Regions from separate parts of the Cyclopterus lumpus genome. Here region 1 is linked to region 2. Evidence: chromatin contacts called from public Hi-C data. All regions are on one chromosome and are shown on one strand. Each heading gives the region's core, a stretch centred on a gene start, on an enhancer-like site or on the middle of the called end of the contact. The rest is flanking DNA. Distances are from core to core; before and after follow the strand shown. Region 1 holds the start of cdin1 (protein C15orf41 homolog). Region 2 holds the start of meis2a (homeobox protein Meis2a).

Region 1 (2,949 bases), core at 408-2,907, 150 kb before region 2:
ACCGATGCATTGTTCACCCACAATAGAGGAAATCAGCAATGTTGTTGTCAAAAGAATGCTTGACTCTACCACAGAATGGTTTGATGTAGTCAAACCAATGCACATTTTTTGACTAATTATTTGTTGTTACTTATTACGATATTGTTGTTTTATTTATTTTTTATAAATTGGAAAAATCTGAAACTGACCACAAAATGACTGTGATACTTCCCTGCTGCATTGGTCTGTTAAGATTGAAGGTGAAAGAGAAAATCTATTAGGGTAGACTGAGGTTTAGCACTGTTCAGAGACTAATTACACAACAATGCCATTGTAAAATTATATTGATCTCAAGGGCATGTATTTGACAAATTAGGTCTTAAAAGATTTGAATCCTATTGAATAGTCGTCTAAAATCAACACTCCAGTCAGAGGCATCCATATGGTTCAGGGGGAAAGGAAGAAACACAACAAATCAGTAATTGACTATTGTCTATTTTCCCTTAAATAGCAGTTTGCGTTTGTAACTTATAGATAGCTATTTTCATTGAAATGCAAGCAGTTTGGATTAACAAATGTTACAACTGTATGCTTAATAATTTTAACAATATCCTTGTATGGTTTACACATCTTTTCTACAGTCGTACATCATCATCCTTGGCCTAATTTACATATTTCTGCCAGGGGCATTTAAAGCACTACCTTGGTTAGGTGAAAGGTGCTGAGGATTCTGGGGACCCACAGCTGGGGATGGTCCACACAAATGTCTTGTGTCGGAAATAATGTAGGCAAGCCCAGACCAATATTTTCTTAGGGAAGCAGAATTCCTTCCTGCAAATGTAAAAGAATACAATATATACACATTAATGATGCGTCACTGCGTTGTAATTTGGTAGACTTTGTGTTTTCTTTAAAGAAAAAGTAGGCTAATCACTGAACTTAAATGCACTTTAAATGTTGTATGTTGGAAGTGTAACATAATCAAATTAGATAAATGACCAAAACACTTTTAACACTTTTCTCCTAAGATTTGCAGTTGCTTCAACTTTAAGAATGAGGGGAAATTAACAAGAGCCTAAACTGAAGTTGAATGAAGCTCCATGAAAGCCAGGGGAATATATAGTGTGCTTCGCCACTTGATCATTGAATGCAGTTTATTTCAAATAAATATATATATCGTAGCCCTATGTTTTAAGTTGCAATGGACTGTAGGCTGAAGTAGCATTATCAAAGCAACAGAGCACGTTTTATTTGAGAAGCACCATCTGCAAAGAAATGTACGCAAGCACAGAAGTAACGCTGTCACCAGTTAAACTACGACATTATTGACACATAATTCGTGAGCTGTATTTACCGATGTAGAGCCCTGTACACACACATAACAGAAAGACGCCTCCTTCTCTGTTCTCCTTCCACAGTTCCCCTCCCCTCTTTAAAATACTTCCCCTGCCCGTATAGTTTAATCTTTTTATTTTCTGTCGGATTTTAGGGTTATCAACTAGCGTTGCAGCAGAGCCGAAGACGACTCATATCAAGCACCCGCCTGCATTTGACGAGAATCCAGTGATGCTTCCGAGGTGCTGCGAATCAGCAGCATGTCTCAGCTGGGTCTCCGCCTCCGTCCCGTCAAGTAACCAATCACCTGCTGGTATACTCAGCTTCGAGGAAGAATCGACCAATCACACCGCTGCTCACACAAAAGTCACCTCTTCAACTTCCTAGCGGGAAGCCGCTATCTGGAAGTGCACACATGCAGCAGGAATTAATGGTAAACAATCATTTTTACGTGTTATGTATCGCTCTACACTCATATTTGACAATCCGATACAGTCAGTAGTCCTTCAGTACCCTTTCGAAGAGTAGACGAGCATTTTTATTTTGTGGTGTCGCGTTAGCCACAAGATAAAGCTAAGCTTGGCTAGCAAGGCAGGAGGTAACGTTACAGCTGTTTTTGACAGCTCACGTTGTTTACCTCTGGAACCTAGGTTGCGTCCGTTGATTACACTCTCACTCTGTGTTTGCACAGATAGATACAGTCAAAGGCACACGGCCAGCATAGTAATCAAATCAAAATGAGGCTATCCCGAGCTGAATATAAAAAGATCGTGAGATGGACTGATCAACTGAGACCCACCCGCCAATGTATGAAGACGCTGAAGGAAAGATTACCGAAGTAAGTGGTTCCACACTTCTTTCTTCTTTTGTGAGCTCCTTTACTTGTGCGGATGTATTGTGTGTAAGTTACTGCAGGTGTGTGTTTATGCCAGAGGGTAAACACACCAAACTGCTGTGCATAAGCATATGTTATACTTTGTACACTGAGTCATTGATTATTTTCCAAAATGCACAAAATACAATTATGATTAGATAGTAATTTACATACATAAGAGCTCACTTCAGTGATGCCTTTACCATCTGTCTATCAACTCCCAATAGCAGATTCATTTATTCCTGAGTCTCTTTTGTATCTCCTTTTTTTTTTTTTTGTGGATATGTATCATCCCATTTAATTCACCACTTATGATCTCTAATTAATTCCACACAGGTTTCTGTATAGGCTTCCACCACAGCGTTAGCCAATGTTTTGCCATGCAGTGCCTGCACATCCAGAAATCGAAGAGAGAGGTTAATGGTTGTGTTTGCCTTTCTCCTTGACACTGAGGGCCCTCACTTTATTGAACGTAACATGTGTAATCCCCCAAGGCCACCAGGACACCATGGCTGATCCCGCTGAGGTCACTTACAAAGTCGTATGTATTTGGAGCTTCCTACTTCCATTGTGCCCTAATCACCAATCTAGAAGAAGGTATCAGGTCCCCAAAGGGGACACAGCGAAGCTTGAGCTTGGCTTTGTCCTCACTGTCAGCATTTTACAGAATATGTCATGCGTATAAAGTTCATCCAATATCCTGTATGTTTAGGCACCAACACTAGGAGGTCCTTCTCACATTTATTTTTAGTTTCCTTTCT
Region 2 (2,700 bases), core at 84-2,583:
CCATCCCCCCGTAGTGGGCCAGCTCATCGTACTGGGAACACAATCAGAGCAAAAAGTCAGCGCGGCTGCCCGGTTACTTTTTATAAAAACAAATGTGAGAAAGTACAAACGAAAACAAAACAACAAAAAAAGCAATGCAACGTCTCAGCTCGAACACACGCAAAGGAGATCGAATAAGCGTTGAAAATGCGCCGCGGCCAGCGCAGGGGGAAAAGTGGCACATATTATATCTGATCAACGGGTTGTCGTTACCAAAAACATTACAACGGAGCTTCTCCCCGAAAGCGAGCTTGGTGGGTGAAAAGAGCGAATTAGTTTGGAGTCTCCTGTGAAACTGATCCACGAGTGTCGCGGAGGCTCGTCGGTAAAGGCAGAGAGAGGGCTGTCACTTTGCTTGAAGAGCAGGGGCGCTGCGAACAACGTCAAATATAGCAGCTTTGATATGAATACTTTGTGAGTTTGCCACCACCCGACAAGAGGTTATCGATACGAGTGCCGCCCTACAGTGGATTTGAACAGGTAAGTGTAGGAGATTTAAAACCTACCCTTTGCGCCATCAGGCTGCGCTCCAATAAACTCCTGAATCTGTCGTATATTTAATATCCCAGTCCCGTTTAGAAAGTGATTTAGAGGCGAGATTCCTTTTTCAACCAACTTTGCGACTTCTCCTATTCGCCAGTGTGGTTCAGTTGAAATCGTAGCATCAGGGAGTTTTGCAATTTTTCTGGTTTTCCCTCTTTCCTCGGGAAAAAAAAGGAAAAATGCGCCAAAGTGAAGGTTACAATCGGCCCATCAACAACCTGCATGTAACTAAACTGTCGTGTCTCATGGCTTTTTGCCACTCCAGCTGTCAATCAAAGCCAGAGGTTGTCAAGGTAATGAATGAATGACGGTTGGTGATGATGTTCAAGAGAAGGACGAATCTTTTAGTCCGTTTTCATCCCGCAAGTCCGCGTCTCCTTTAATGCCTCCAGATCGCTATCTTGTTTTATTATCACTGTAAAAAAAAAAAGAAGAAGAAGAAGAAAAAAGCAGTAGAAATTAAGAGATTGCGATTCAGATCTCTCCTTTCTTTCCCCCCGTAGGTATTTCGTCTATCTGGCGAGACTGAGATGAGTGAGTGTCAGCGAGTGTTGGCAGGTTGGCTGCTAGCTTGCTTATAGAAACAGAGTCAGTTCGCAGCGCTGAGCGGTGGGCGAATGAAATGACGGATCCCGGAAGTAGCGGTGGCCATAGCCAGTCCTACAGCAGCTCCAGAAAAGAGAGAGGAGAGACCAAATCGTGTGATATGCAGAGTATATGCGAGGCACGGGGACGGCTTCAACTGCACACTGGGGGTACGAGCCAAACCAACACAGCTCCCACCCAATTCATTTTCGCCGTGAAGAGTCCTAAAGAAAAAAAGCAGAGAGAAGGCTGAATGAGGAAGGTTTACCAGCGCGGACACTTCGGCTGCAGATACTCGGGAGTTACATCAAACACAACCCTGACTGAGTTTAACCACATGAATCATGATGAATAAGTTGGGTTTAAAGCAGATTTACGCAGGATGCATGCACACTTTTACGCACGGTGAAATGTAACATGAACCAAAGGTAAACCTTTGAACTTTCATCCATGCATCCTCATTGATATAACTTAAACGTGATATTATGAAGCAGGACATCTTATGAATGCAGAGTTTAATAGATGGACATAATGCTCACTTTGTATCTGTTTGTGGTTGTGAGATTGTGTGCCTAATATCTCCGTAATACCTCCTAATCTTACAGCTAATTATTGCTCTGCTCTTTTTTGTTTTTGCAAATTAAACGACACGCAGCACCCCTATAAGCCCGGAATGAACTTTTCCAAAAGGGGGAAAAAAAGCTTTGTGGAGAAAATAATTTTGTGTGTTTCTTTCGTCCAATCCCCTCTCTTAATAGAAATCCGTGCCTTACCTCAGAGTAGTCAATTATCAAAGCTCCCTGAGATCATCAATCATGTGAGGAGATTGAAGTTTAGAGGAGGAGCAACGCTCCGGACATCGATAGCAGTGAAGCCCTTTTTGGAGCCTGAGCACTTTTACGCACAAAACAGAAGCAGGCCATCTAACCCCTTTAATATGTATCTCCATCAATGCTAATATGGCATCATGGCTGTATTGATAGGTTCTCACATTAAGGCTCCATTTGTGGCTCCGTGACATTTTTTGATGGTGGAAATTAATTATTCACAGGTTAGGATTATGGTAGACACACGCTCAGGGAGATGGGCTGTGGCTACCGTTGGAGGGTCAATAAACTCCCAACAAACAAAATACCAAACAAGAGTTGCTTGAGGTCGATTTTAGAAATAGCTGGGGTGTTTTAAAAAAAAAAAAAGGAAAACGATTCAATAAATGAAACCGTGACAACGGTTATGTTTGTTGGCATAAAGGGGGGTGGGAAGTGTAGGACTGCAGGGTTTGACAAACGGCTGTGTGGACATTTCAACGTGCAATACCCCGGGAAGGAGCTGCAGAGCGGTGCGCAGAGAGCCAAGGCATTCACCGTCTCCAAGTCTCTCCACTCTGTAAACACAACCAGCCCGGCAGACTCTGCTATTGAAGACTGATATTTTCATGAGCTAAATACTATCGTTCACATTGATTTGTGCAGTAACGCTTGGCATTTTTTTTTTTTTTCTTTTCTCAACTTCCTTCTTTGGACAACCGTGGTA

The links. A called contact is a pair of places that touch in the nucleus more often than the background predicts.
Region 1: a contact with region 2 is called in a Hi-C map of muscle, with 5 times the contacts expected there. The contact joins the promoter of cdin1 here to the promoter of meis2a in region 2. A contact is called at or near these places in 2 of 2 Hi-C or Micro-C datasets (both in muscle).

Annotation. Positions count from the first base shown.
Region 1 is chr22:14,743,829-14,746,777 of fCycLum1.pri, reverse strand. cdin1 (protein C15orf41 homolog) reads left to right here and starts at 1,657. Exons shown (of 11, transcript XM_034525504.1): 1 at 1,657-2,152. The coding sequence starts at 2,052.
Region 2 is chr22:14,597,531-14,600,230 of fCycLum1.pri, reverse strand. It overlaps meis2a (homeobox protein Meis2a), which reads right to left and starts at 1,333. Exons shown (of 13, transcript XM_034525554.1): 1 at 546-1,333; 2 at 1-31. The coding sequence starts at 557.